Regions from separate parts of the Canis lupus genome. Here region 2 is linked to region 1. A link is a contact called in public Hi-C data. All regions are on one chromosome and are shown on one strand. The core of a region is the stretch at or near the end of the contact, and the rest is flanking DNA. Distances in the headings are between cores, read along the strand shown. Region 1 overlaps LOC111090025 (a long non-coding RNA gene). Region 2 has its middle 8.7 kb from the start of DUSP6.

Evidence for each region. A called contact is a pair of places that touch in the nucleus more often than the background predicts.
Region 2: a Hi-C map of amygdala shows a contact between it and region 1, with 4 times the contacts expected there. The contact joins two enhancer-like sites. A contact is called at or near these places in 4 of 9 Hi-C or Micro-C datasets (amygdala, blood and skin fibroblasts).

What each region holds. Positions count from the first base shown.
Region 1 is chr15:30,367,421-30,373,883 of UU_Cfam_GSD_1.0, forward strand. The region is part of intron 1 of LOC111090025 (a long non-coding RNA gene); the gene reads right to left. LOC111090026 (a long non-coding RNA gene) reads left to right here. Exons shown (of 3, transcript XR_005370456.1): 2 at 442-502; 3 at 2,096-4,428. Among named protein-coding and RNA genes, the nearest start is that of DUSP6, 260 kb to the right of the region's middle. Within about 2 kb of position 2,486, at least 2 of the 20 cell types and tissues checked have an H3K27ac peak or open chromatin away from gene starts, as enhancers often do.
Region 2 is chr15:30,620,753-30,627,242 of UU_Cfam_GSD_1.0, forward strand. No RefSeq gene overlaps it. Among named protein-coding and RNA genes, the nearest start is that of DUSP6, 8.7 kb to the right of the region's middle. Within about 2 kb of position 5,134, at least 6 of the 20 cell types and tissues checked have an H3K27ac peak or open chromatin away from gene starts, as enhancers often do.

The DNA.
Region 1 (6,463 bases), core at 1,236-3,735:
AGAATGCTTCATAGATTCTTTGACTCATATGAAGACATATATAGTATTACAAAATGGAATGTTCGGGTTGTAAATCTTTACCAGGACATAGGGTTAGTATCATGTACACGTGTATTTAATTCCAGGGTAGGCCTGGAACTTGAATATTTCTTTCCTATGCCACCCTGTGACATAGTCCTGACTCAGTTCTACCATTTTCATCTGACCTTCTGAGAGCCTAGGGTCAGAAGGATCTGAGCAAGTGAGTTCAGCCTCCCAGTGGTTTTTCTTATAGAGAGTCGCAGGCCGCACGCAGCATGAACATTTCCAGAGGTAAATTCCAACTCCCCTTGAGACGGCTCATCCCCTCCATACACATTTATAGAGCACCGACTATGTTACATATATTGGGTTTTGTGTTAGGAATACAACATTAAATAAGATTAATTCCTTGTTTTCCAGAAGCATGTTATCTGCTGAGAAGAAAGGCATGAGAAAACACACAACGACAAAACAGCATGAGGTATTTGTAGGGAAGAAGCACAGCATGCTATGTGATTATATAATAATAATGGTTATCATAGTTCACATTTTTTTTTAATTTTTATTTATTTATGATAGTCACACAGAGAGAGCGAGAGAGGCAGAGACACAGGCAGAGGGAGAAGCAGGCTCCATGCACCGGGAGCCCGATGTGGGATTCGATCCCGGGTCTCCAGGATCGCGCCCTGGGCCAAAGGCAGGCGCTAAACCGCTGCGCCACCCAGGGATCCCGATAGTTCACATTTATTTCTCATCAAGCACTGTTCTAACGTTCTGCATGTATTAACTCTTTCATCCTCATGACAGTCTGCAGTAAGCTGAGGTGCCAAGAGGCTAAATCATATAGTCACATAGTAAGTGTTATAGCAAGTTGAGGAGAAACATGCAACCCACCCTGGGAAGATTGAGAGGAGTGCTTGGAGGAAGGAGGTGGAATATGAGATGATCCCTGAGAGATGAATATGAGTCAATCAGATTCAGGATGAGCATCCTAAGAGGATGGGGAATATATGTGGCCAGTACCACCCTTAGACCCAAAAATAGGGCCTATGCTCTGGTGCTCTCTAGCTGTGCCCCTCCACGTGGGGATGGAGTCTGTAATGCCAAGAGGTCATGCCCATTCAGAGCCCTTTCCCACTCCTTCCAGTTCAGACCATGCTCTAGAAACTAGGACCCCAGAAGTCCCTGCCCCAGTGGCTCCAGGCTCCCCAGCAGAACTTGTATGGCTTCTTCCAAACTTTCAGGGGTGGGCCAACCTGCTCATGTGCTTACTGGTAGGGAATGTCCATTTGTAGGTAGTGTGGGCACACCTGGATGTGCAGTCTGGGGTGTCCACACACCCACCTGCAAAACCCATGGTGCAGGACAGATCAAGGGGTAAAAGAGAAGATGGGGGCGGGGGGGGGGGCATTGTGTGCTGGGAACACTTCCTGTGCTGCACCATTCTGATGTAGAATGCTGAAGGGTCTGAGATTCCAAAAAAACCTCTAACTTTCCAGGTAGTTACGAAGGTATTTTTGTCAAAGGTAGAGGATAGAGGGATCCCTGACTGGCTCAATCAGAAGAGCATGTGACTCTTGATCTCAAAGTCATGAATCTGAGCCCCACATTGGGTGTAGGAATTACAAAAATAAATAGATAAACTTTTTAAAAAATAGAGGATAGAATATATTTTAAATAACATGGTGTTATCTTAGTCTATACATTTTAAGAATTCAGAAATACAGCCTTCATCCTCTGTTTGTACCCAAGCCCTGGGTCCTACAAATGTTAGAGGCAGATCCATTCTGTGTGAGGGATGAAGACGTGAGAAAACACAGCTTGCTTAGGAAGCTAAAAGTAGCTTGGCAAAGCCTGAGCCTAGATTACAAAGCAAAGGGTTCAGGAAAGCACTTGCCTGCCTCGCAATTGATCTTAATGCTGAAGGCACCAGAGACCATTAAGGATTTTGAGGTGGGGAGTAAGCCAGCTGTGGGTTTGGAGCCCTCTCATCACGTGTGGCAGTCTGCTATGTCCCCTAAAGAAGTACATGATGATTTTTCTATTCTCTCTTCTTGCCTTTGTCCCTCTCCAGAAGCAGGAAAGAAAAAGAATGGTGTTACCTGTTATAGATGTAGGAGTCCAAATGACAAAGCCTGGTGCAGTCAGAAGAGCAAACATCTGGGAGAAAAAATAGCAACCCCATATCCTTATCTGGCCTCCTCAGCTGGACAGGCCTGAAATCACAGACCCAGGGAAGCCAGGTGGCCAAGCTGAAGCCCATGAGCCCACAGACATCAAGGACACGACATCTGGGAATGGGACAAGAAAATGGGTCAGTGCTAGGTAGGCAGTCAAAGATCCAACATAGACAAGAGACACACAGAGTCCTTGGAATCCGGCTTGCTTGTCTCCAAGCCTTGGAGCTGTCCCGGGTACAGCAGAAGACTCTCAGTTACTGATTATTTCCTGAGCAGGATCAGCTGGGCCCGGTGTTCAGATCTATCTACAGGGCAGGTCTGTCATAGCATCGATCATGCATGACTGCATGTAACCATAAACCACAGACGCTGGACAAACAGAATCCACTGTTTCTGTAGGTCTCTACAGTGGATATTTATCAGATTTTATTGCGAGGAATAACCTGGCTTCCTCATGGGGAATTATCCTTCCACTACTGTCTGTGATTTGGAGAAAAAAAATCACGAACTCCAACTGAATTTCCCACCAACAGGGCCGATCTTGTGATTACCGTCCTCACTGCACTTACAGCCCTGGGGGTAGTGATGTGACCTCAGCTCAACCTATCAAACACTTGGACTTGAAACTGTGAGCCGGTGAAGTGAGAATATGAGAACAACTGGGGTGCCACTTATTGCAGCAGCCGCCTTTGGGGCACCAAGAGACACAGCTGTGATGCCAGCAACTGCTCCGAAAGAATGATCTTGGAGGGGGAAGAGGCTGCCCACACTTTTGCAAGCCCCCTGTGCACTCCCTTCATCCTGCCAAGAAGTCCCTAAGCGCACCCATCAAATCAGCTGACTTTCCTTCCGTGTCGTCAGTACATAGCTCTTGCCCGCAGACCAACAAGTCAGTCTGAAACCCTGGAATGCTGCCCTGAAGTATCTGTGAAGACACAGATTTTCACACAATCGTGGTTTGAACTGGCAAGCCAGTGGCTCCTCCATTTTTCAGCTAAGTGTGTTTGACACAACACTACATTCTGTGTCTATGCTCCCTCCCCACATCCCAGGGCGTGCTCACCGTTACAGATCCACTGGACTGTTGACTCTTCTGGGCCAGTGGTCCCCAAAGGAAGAGGAGTCATTTTTCTTTCCCTGGGGCCCTGTGATTCCTGCCACTATGGTGAAAAGTGGGGGGATGCTGACCTAAAGTCAATTTGCTGAGACCAAGGGGAACTACCCCAGTGGCTCTGCTCCTTGCACTCAGGAACACTCTTGAGCTTGAGCTGGGAGAGAAGTCAATGCGTGGTGGGGGCTGGGCTTGAGCTACTGGCTAGTGAGCACGTTTGGGCAGATAGATTGCCATTAAAAATGTCATTTTGAAAGTTAGGAAAGCATACACACATATGCAACTCAACAGATGTTCCTATCCGTCCTCCTCTTCCTTCTAGAGCACTCACAGGAAACACATGTCTGTGTTGTCCTAAGTCCAGTTACTAATTAGCACGTTTCAGTAGCACATTTCACGGAGGATAGGGAGGATTTCAAAGGGATTCCTTCCTTTTAAGTTGAGACAGCTGGTGCTAATTACCAAGCAGGAAAAGAATGTGCAAACAGAACATTGAGAAGCCCTCGGTGAAGCAGAAGGCTGAGGGGTCTTTTGGTCCTACTGTAGAACTTTCCTCCAGGGGTTGGAAGGGGCTGCAGATTACCCACCTCTTCACCTTACCCCCAGGAAGCAGCTGCCCAGTTTCATCACCCTGCAAAGAGGTGGGAAACACAGTCCAAGAACATGGGCTCAAAAGTCATCCACAGTCTTCACGTAAATTTCACAGAGATCTAGTCAGAGCTCTCCTGGTAAACCAACTTCCCCACTGTCGAAAATACACAGTGAAATAAAAGCTAAGCGTGGCCATTCCCTTTTTCAGTAACTCAGGGGATTATCGATTCCAAGTTCATCTTTGTAATCAAGTGCTATGAACTGAAAGCAATCCAGACTCTCCAGATGACGTGTGGTAGGGAAAGCAGGCCTCTTGATTCAAATTCACTCATACCTCGAATGGAAAGAGCACTACAAACACCAAGAGATCTCTGACACACACTAAGTATAAGACTTTGGGAAAGTACGACCCAACAATTGCACTGCTGGGAATTTACCCCAAAGATGCAGATGCAATGAAACGCCGGGACACCTGCACCCCGATGTTTCTAGCAGCAATGTCCACAATAGCCACACTGGAAGGAGCCTCGGTGTCCATCGAAAGATGAATGGATAAAGAAGCTGTGGTCTATGTATACAATGGAATATTCCTCAGCCATTAGAAATGACAAATATTCACCATTTGCTTCGACGTGGATGGACCTGGAGGGTATTATGCTGAGTGAAGTAAGCCAATCAGAGAAGGACAAACATATATGGTCTCATTCATTTGTGGAATATAAAAAGTAGTGAAAGGGAATAAAGGGGAAAGGAGAAAAAATGAGTGGGAAATATCAGAAAGGGAGTCAGAACATGAAGACTCCTAACTCTGGGAAACAAACTAGGGGTGGTGGAAGGGGAGGTGGGTGGGGGGTGGGGGTGACTGGTTGGCGGGCACTGAGGGGGGCACTTGACCGGATGAGCACTGGGTGTTATTCTATATGTTGGCAAATTGAACACCAAGAAAAAATCAATTTATATAAAAAAAAAGACTTTGGGAAAGTTGCTTAGTTTTTCTGAGCCTCAGAGTTTCATCTATAAAATGAGAATAATGGAATCTTCCTGTCGACTTTTTGTGAACGTTTTAGAGTATGATGGAAGAACAATGCGTATTTATGGGAATCTCTAGATAAAGGTGAAATTAGTGTAGATCTTTGGAATGTGATTCCAGCCAAAGCCAATCAAAGTAATCTCAGTCCTGGGGAAGTATATGAATATCTCACTGTGGGAGTTGTTGGCCTGGGTCCTCAGGCTGTCCAGAGACTTCTATAGAGAAAGCTTGTAGCATGATTAACTAGATATTGGCAACTACCTTCACGATCAGGAACAGTTATACAAAACCAGTCAAGCAGAGCGACTCCAGGTCAACTAGCTACAAGTTCTGAACTTCCCCTGCCCAGTTTCAAAGTCTGCTCTATCACTTCCCACCTGTGTGATCCTGGGCAAACCACTTGACCCCAACTATAAAATAAGAGCAACAATAATGACACCAACTCATGGATGGCTTCACTGTGAGGATTAAATGGAATGTAACATAGGCACGATGCTATGACTTTTGTCTCAAAAAATACCAGTCCCACTATTTCAAAGACAAAGGAATAATTACAGAGCTGAGTAATGAGTTCATTTCGCTTTATTTTTATTTTAATGATTACTATTAGCTAACATGTATACAATGCTTACATTATGCAGCTTTTATGCATGTTGATTCATTTAGTCCTCATAGCAACCCTGTGAGATATGCTCATAGTGAGTAGCAGGGTTGGGATATAAACCCAGGCAGAAGGCTTGCTCTTAATCACTGCACAAATTAATGTGGGCTGGTGATTAAGGCCGGGGGTGGGGGTGGGGGTGAGGGTGGGGGGCGGGAAGTATAAGAGTGAACTGCTTGTTGCAATGGTAGTTTGTACAGCTGGATTTGAATATGAAAATATTCCACATGCTTGCTGGGCTGAATGTCACCCCTGCACACCATGAGGGCAAGTATATTTAGCTGCTTCAGCATCATAAAGTCCTCGTGCCTTGATTGACTGAAAGCATCACCTTATTCTTTTATCTCCATTATCTCTACGCTCAGAAACTGAAAACACTCTGAAAGATAAAAGAGGTGTTCCCCCCATTCCAAATATTCTACTTTTTAAAGACAAAAATAATAACTCAGAATAATGGCAAGATAAATTTGAGAACTGAATACCATTGAAAACCCTTTTAACACCCACATTCACTGTCTATCTGAAAAGTTCCAAGTTCTATCATTTTCAACAAAGCCCAGAGATTTCACTTGGCTCTTTTTATATCAAAGAAAAAGAAATCTCTGAATCATTATGAGTGCTTTTTATAAAAAACCTAACTTTTAGGAATAGTGCCTAGACCCATACCCTGCGCATCAAGGAACTCACTAAAGGCTTGATTGCTCAAGTGCTGATGAACAGTGTCTGGTTGATATTACATGATATTGCCATTAAGTTGGAAACGTACCAGTTTTTGTGCAGAGACTCCTTTGAACCTGGGAAGGCATACTTGGAAGATAATTAGGTAGTGGCTGGCAGTGAGGGCTGTGGATTAAATATAAGCCAGTTGT
Region 2 (6,490 bases), core at 3,884-6,383, 260 kb after region 1:
CTTTTGACATCTGAGGTAGGGTGGCAGGCGTCTTGGGGGACTGAGCGCCTAACCTGGGGGATAGGACACAATCTCCAGGTGGCTAGTGTTCAAACTGAATTAAATTGTAGAGAATTGCTTGATGTAAGAAAGACCTCCGCACATTTAGTGACTGAAGTGTCAGAAGTGAAGTGTTCTGTGTGGGGAGTCAAGGAGACACATAGAAGAAAGGTTCACAGGAAGGAAGAACCAGAGTTCTTCCAGTTGCTGATGTAACTGAGAGGCTAGGCTGACCCAAGCATTTCTACACTCTGCAAATTCTCTTTAAATTTCATCCCCCTTATCCCTGAGCACTCTGAGCTCCAGACATTGCAAAATACTTTTGCCAGGCCTTCTAAGGAATGTGTCTTACTCTTCCAGAGGTAGGCACAATTCATCCCCTACAACTCTGGCATCCTTTCCACTTACCTGTGAAAAACCACCCTGTCTTCCAAACTTGGTTCAAGATGTAGTCTACCCCAAAACACTTCAACACCAGAGCCACCCTTAAGTCTAAATCATGAAACGTAGCTATTCTTTCAACTCAGTCTCTCTGAATCTGTTTCCATGTGTATTGAATAGATTTAATCAAGTAGTTTACAAACATTTTTAGCCACAAGTCCCTTGATTCAAAAACCACAGGCCTCTAAGTCATCCATGTAGGAATATGCAGGTTGGCCATGCATTTTTGTCATTGTCTCTCTGATTGGCACCTTTTAGCAGTTGTATATTGTACAACCTGCCCCCAAAAGCACCTACATGCTTCCCTAAGGAAGAACAGAGGGGCAAAGTCTGAAAAGCATTGCACTGATATTTTCAGTGCATATAATCAAGAAAAGATCAGTCTTCAGAGACAAAGTGCTCCTTATATCAATACAAAACAAAAACAAAACCCACAAATAACTCAGTTGAAAACACAGCAAGAGATTTGAATAGGCACTTTGTAAAATAAAATTTCCTTTGGTGAATCAATGCAAGACAATGACTCCCCCCTCGTGAAGAATCAGATGATGAACATTAAAATCATAATAAATACTCATTTCACATCCACCAGATAGGCACAAACTAAAAAGTCTGACAATACCAAATGTTGACAAAAATATGGAATGATATGGAAATTCAAATACTGTTGGTGGTAACGCAAATTGGCACAACCACCTTGAAAACAATTTGCCATCATCTGAAGTTGGGAGTCTACACAGTCTATATCTATTTTGCTCCCTTGTATAACCCAGGGAAACGTGTGCATGTGCATCGAGGTACATGCACACAAGTCTTCTTAGCAGTATTGCTCATAATGGTTAAAAATGGAAAAACCCCAAATGTCTATCAAAGTAGGATGGTCTGCTGCGACGAAATACGATGAAATACCAGAGTACCATTTTCCTTGAGAACAATGAACTGTGTATCGCTGCACTCAATAACTTTGGTGAATCTATCTCGAACATGACATTGTCTCTGCCAAGATGAAAACATTAATATTCCTTTCGAAAACTGGTTTAGATTCTATTTAGGGGTCAATCTTAATGATTAATTTGATGGTATTGCTCTGTTGTGAATGTTAGAGATGGATGGAAAAAAGGGCTGGATTGGAAAAATAATTTCAGCTGTTGTTGACAACTATCGTGCTGTTAAGATGGGGTCGTGAGACTAATTTGGGGCCTCACTAGTACTTCTCACGGTCTTACATTCAAACAGTTTCCATGTGAGGTGAGGCAGACTGTGTTTTCCCAAAATGGCTAGAACAATATTTCCCAACCCTTGTGTTCTTCCCGAATCCTGCCCCTCCTTCATCCCCTGTCTTTGAAGGGGGGCAGATCTTGGCACGCAGCAGAAGAAACTTCTGAGCTTTGGTGCTAAAAGTCGGTACGGTTTCCACCGGACTCTCTCACTTGGGGTTTCACCTATGGAACTCAGACACCACGCAGTGACAAATTTGGGCCACATGGTGAAGACTCAGAGCCCCTGGCCCTAACCCTTGGCTGAGCTCCCAGCTCGGCCCACACCAACTTGCCAGCCATGGGAAAGAGCCGTCTGGGAAATGGACCCTCTGGCCCCCAGTCGAACTGTTCTAGATTATAAGACGCTGAACAGACATCAGCCTTCCCTGCAGAGGTTTGTTCAATGCAAACTTTGGAAAACAAATAAATCATTGTTGTTGTCTGAAGCCACTACATTTTGGGGTTGTTTGTGACGTAACAATAATAACCAGATCATCAGGTGAAGGGGCAGCTGGCTGGCTCTGTCAGTTAGCTCCATGGTCCTGGGAGCTACGGGCTCCGCCAAATCCCCTTCTTTGCCCGCTCGTCTTCCTTCCTTCCTTCTCTTGTTAATGTTTGCTGTAGGAATTAAACTGGACCTGATGAAAAATGCTCAGAAAAAAATGTCAGAAATACTTAGGCTGTCTCCAAATGCAGGAAAGAGAATTCTAGCTTAGAAAAAGCAACTTGTTTCAGACTTGCTTGATGCTTCGTAGGATGTTATCAAATCACGAAGGATATTTTCTCTTTCTTCCTTTGTGTGTCCAAGGGTTCGTTTTTGAAGATACAGTGGTCCACAACTTCTCACTAAGAGGCTCCGGAGATAATGAACATTCTCGAAAGGTGTTTTCCATGACGAAAAAGGGAGGTGGGCAGACCAGATTGCAGGCATGGGGGCTGTTGATCCTCTCCTGTATAAAATACCATATCTAAAATGTTATTTTGACTATTGCAACATGCAGGGATCTACAAGGACTTGCCCAATAGTCCCTTGGGGGTTCTGCTTTGATCTGGGGCACTAGCAGAAAGATTGAGTGACCACACTTAGAAGTATGACATTGCCAGGGCGCCTGAGATGGCCCAGCCAGTTCAGCATCAGATTCTTGATTTCAGCTCAGGTCATGATCAAGGGTCATGAGATCAAGCCCTGCATGGGCTTCGTCCTGGGCATGAAGTCTGCTTGGGATTCTCTCTCTCTCTTCCTCTCCCTCTGCCCTCCCCCACACAGCTTCCCTCTAAAAAACAAAACCAAAAAAACAAAGGAAAAGGGAAGGGAAGGAAAGGGAAGGGAAGGGAAGGGAAGGGAAGGGAAGGGAAGGGAAGGGAAGGGAAGAGAAGGGGAGGGGAGGGGAGGAGGGATCAATAGCTTCCAAATACAGAGCATACAAACCAACATACCAAAACACTCCCGTCCACGCCCCCCCCCCCCCCCCCACCTCCCCTTCATCCACGACCTCCCCTCCCCTCCCTCCTCCCCTCCCTCCCTCCCCTCCACTCCCCTCCCCGTCCCTCCCTCCCCTCCCCTCCCCTCACCGAAAAGAAAAGAAAAGAAAAGAAAAGAAAAGAAAGAAAATGAGGTTGCCTTCAGCCTTCAAGGGCTTGGTAAGTCTTCCATTGCCTTTTATTTTTCACCTTGTCCCGTCGAATCAGTGCAACACAGATCAAGGCCTGGATAAATATTTGTGAATTGTTTGAACTTTGTTCTGTGCCCCTAAATACTCTTAGGAAATCACTTTTGGAGTTTGAAGATCCCCTCCCCAGAACCAGGTTGATTCAGGGCCAATTGCGGTGAGAACACTAGAGGTGTAAGGGTATTTGAAAGTCTGCAGGATCTTTTGGAAAATGATTATTACTGTGTGAGTGGCTACAAATAAACTTATACCCAAAGTAATTCTTTTGGAGCATTTTGACCCAAAGAATGATTTTTTGACGATGAGTGTTCAAGAATACTTAGCAGCCAGCTACCAAATAATCTGCCCTTGCTGGGTTTCACATCTCCACTAATTTCTAATTTGCCTCTCATACCCCACAGACCTCGCCATATGTTCTCTCTCCCTCTCCTTCCCCATCTCTTCTGTCTCTTTGCCCCTCTCCCTGTCCCTCTCTCCCTGTCCCTCTCTCCCTGTCTCTCTCCTCTTCTCCTCCTCTCTCTCCCTCTCACCTCTCTCCTCCTCTTTTTCCTTCTCCTTCTCTGTCTCTCCTTCTCCCTCTCCATCTCTGTCTCTCTCTGTCTCTGTCTCTGTCTCTGGGTCTCTTTCTCCCAGCCCCACACCAGCGTTCCTCTGGGAGGGACCAGAGTGAGGAAGTGAATTTCTCTGAGGTCAGTCCCCCGTGTAATCCTGAAAGGGGTATGTGGGCAGGGGTCCGGGCCAGCTGGGCGGCATGCTAGCCACCCTAGAGATCCCCAGGAACATCAGTCTTGTAATGTATGTGCTTATGGGCCCCAAGGTGAGGCGAGTCCTCCATGGAGAGAGAAGATAGAAGCTTCCAGGCAGACACGGCATCTCTCTGGTGACACATCCTCGGGGGCCCTGTGGCAATCTCATGATTATACTGTTGAATTTGGGTTTGATTGGGCGAGTCACTTGATCTCTGCTTCCTCTACTTCCTCAGCCATAAAATGGGCCCACCGCTTCCTAGGTCGACAGCAGGGGACCCTGTAAAAATGAGCAAAGATTGATGTTCACAACCAGGAGAGCGAAAGCTCCAAAGCTCGGTCCTACTGCTTCCCGTTAGTTGACTTGAGGCGCTGGGGGTCTCTCTCCCTCTCAGTTTCCTCTCTGAAAACTAACGATAATGATAGGAAGCATCCCTCAGGGCTGTTCGGAGGATGAAAGGAGATGATACTGTGCATGAAGTAGAGTATCCGATACCTTTGCTTGCTTTGCCTGCCTGTAGCCCACTTGATCGTCTAACATGTGTCACCAGTCTGTGACCAGAAGGCCGGAATCCTGGGAGAAACCTAGCCCGAAAGGGGAAGGCTCTCGTTTTACAGACAAGAAAGGGGAAACCAGTGAGGCTGGCTGACCGGCCCAGGGCTAGCCGGTGCACGAGGGAGAAAGCAAGAGTTAAGGGCTCAGGTCTCCTAACTGTTGGGTCGGGGCCACTCTCCAATTTTCCCTCCTTCGAAGGCTGATCTTTCTAGCCCCAGAGGCCCCTTTCTCGGTCTTTAACCCCAAGGCTGCTTCATACCATGAACCAGCACAGTCCCTGGGGCTCCTACATTGAGCGCATGAAGCCTGAAGATGCCCTCCTCTCGGGAGAGGCCTCCCCAGCACCCTGCAGAAGGCCAGGAAGGGGGGAAAGGCTCTCTCCTGAGGAAGGGACCCCAGGGAAGCCTCCCAAGGGCCAGCAGGTGAGGGGGGAGGCGGGAGAGAGCTGCCCAGGCGGCCTAGGGTTGCCCTAGTAACCATGTGGGCCCCATTCAGGAACTGATCCCAACTCCTAGATGCAAAAGGGTCGCCTTCCCCAGCCACGGGGATGGAGGGAAGACCGGGAGTAAGGTGGGGGCCGGTGCTGCCAGTTCCAACCTTCCACCTTCCGTGGAAGAAAAAAGAAAGAAAGAGAATAGCTCTTTGAATCTTCTGGCCTGAGTGAACCGTAAAAACCACCCATTTAATATGAAGCCTTTTGTGGCACCAGAGGGAAGCAGGCCCCCCTCTGTTACCAGCCCTATGAAACAATATGCCAGAAGGGGGGGGTGGGGTGGGGGGACAAATCCCAAACCCTGCCACTTTCTGGGGGCTCTAAACTCTTCTTGCTCCTGTTCCTTTATTCAGGCTGATGACAAAGACCATTTGCTACCAATTTATTGGAAACTTTTTTTTTTTCACAGCTTGAGCTGCTTAAATGCGGGGCGCTCCTTCTCCCCAAATCGCTGTCAGACACTTGCTGAATGGGCCAGGCTCAATTATGCTCCCTCCACAGGTTCAGCTCACACTGTGACCCTGCATGGCTTCCTGCTATTCATATGTGTTACTTCCCCTTTGTGGTAATGGCTTGTGGCACTTGGCCAGAAAACATTATTAATTTCAGAAGTGGACTGACAAACAACAAACCCACAGTGAAGCGAGAGGAAGTGCTGGGGAGGCCAGCTGTCGGCTGGAGCGGAGCAGTAGGAACCCAACGTATGCAGGTTCCAGGAGGAAAGGAGATGATAATCCACAAAGAGGAAATGCACTAAAATTATCCACAGCCCATCGTAAAGAAAAAAGAGAGAGAGAGAAAAGAAAGAAAGAGAAAAGAAATCAGAGAAAAGAAAGGGGGGGGGGAGCACGCAGCTACTTGAGCTGCAGCTGGACAGGAAATTGCTAACGCTGCTTGCAAATCCCTACTTTGAACAGGCAGTTTAGGGAATGCCAGGAGCGGAAACCGTTCAGAACTGGATTAACACGAGCCAAGTTGAACTGCAACCCACTTCTCCTTTCTAAGCTCTGGCTGACTTGGGGCACCCAAATGGGAACGACTGAGCTGGTATTTTTCTGCACTGTTTGTTTGCTTTTTATACATGCTTAGTCGCTAAAAGTCAGTCTGGACAGTTTGATAGGATTGCTGTGAAATCATCAGAGCCACTTGCCTTCTATAAGGTAGATCAAGTGGGATGGACCAAACCATCCCACTAGGATCTCCCCCTGGGCCCTGTGGGTGAAGAGCTCACCTTTCTCCTCAATGCAGGTAAAGGGACTAAGTTCATTCGAAAAGAGCCCGAAATG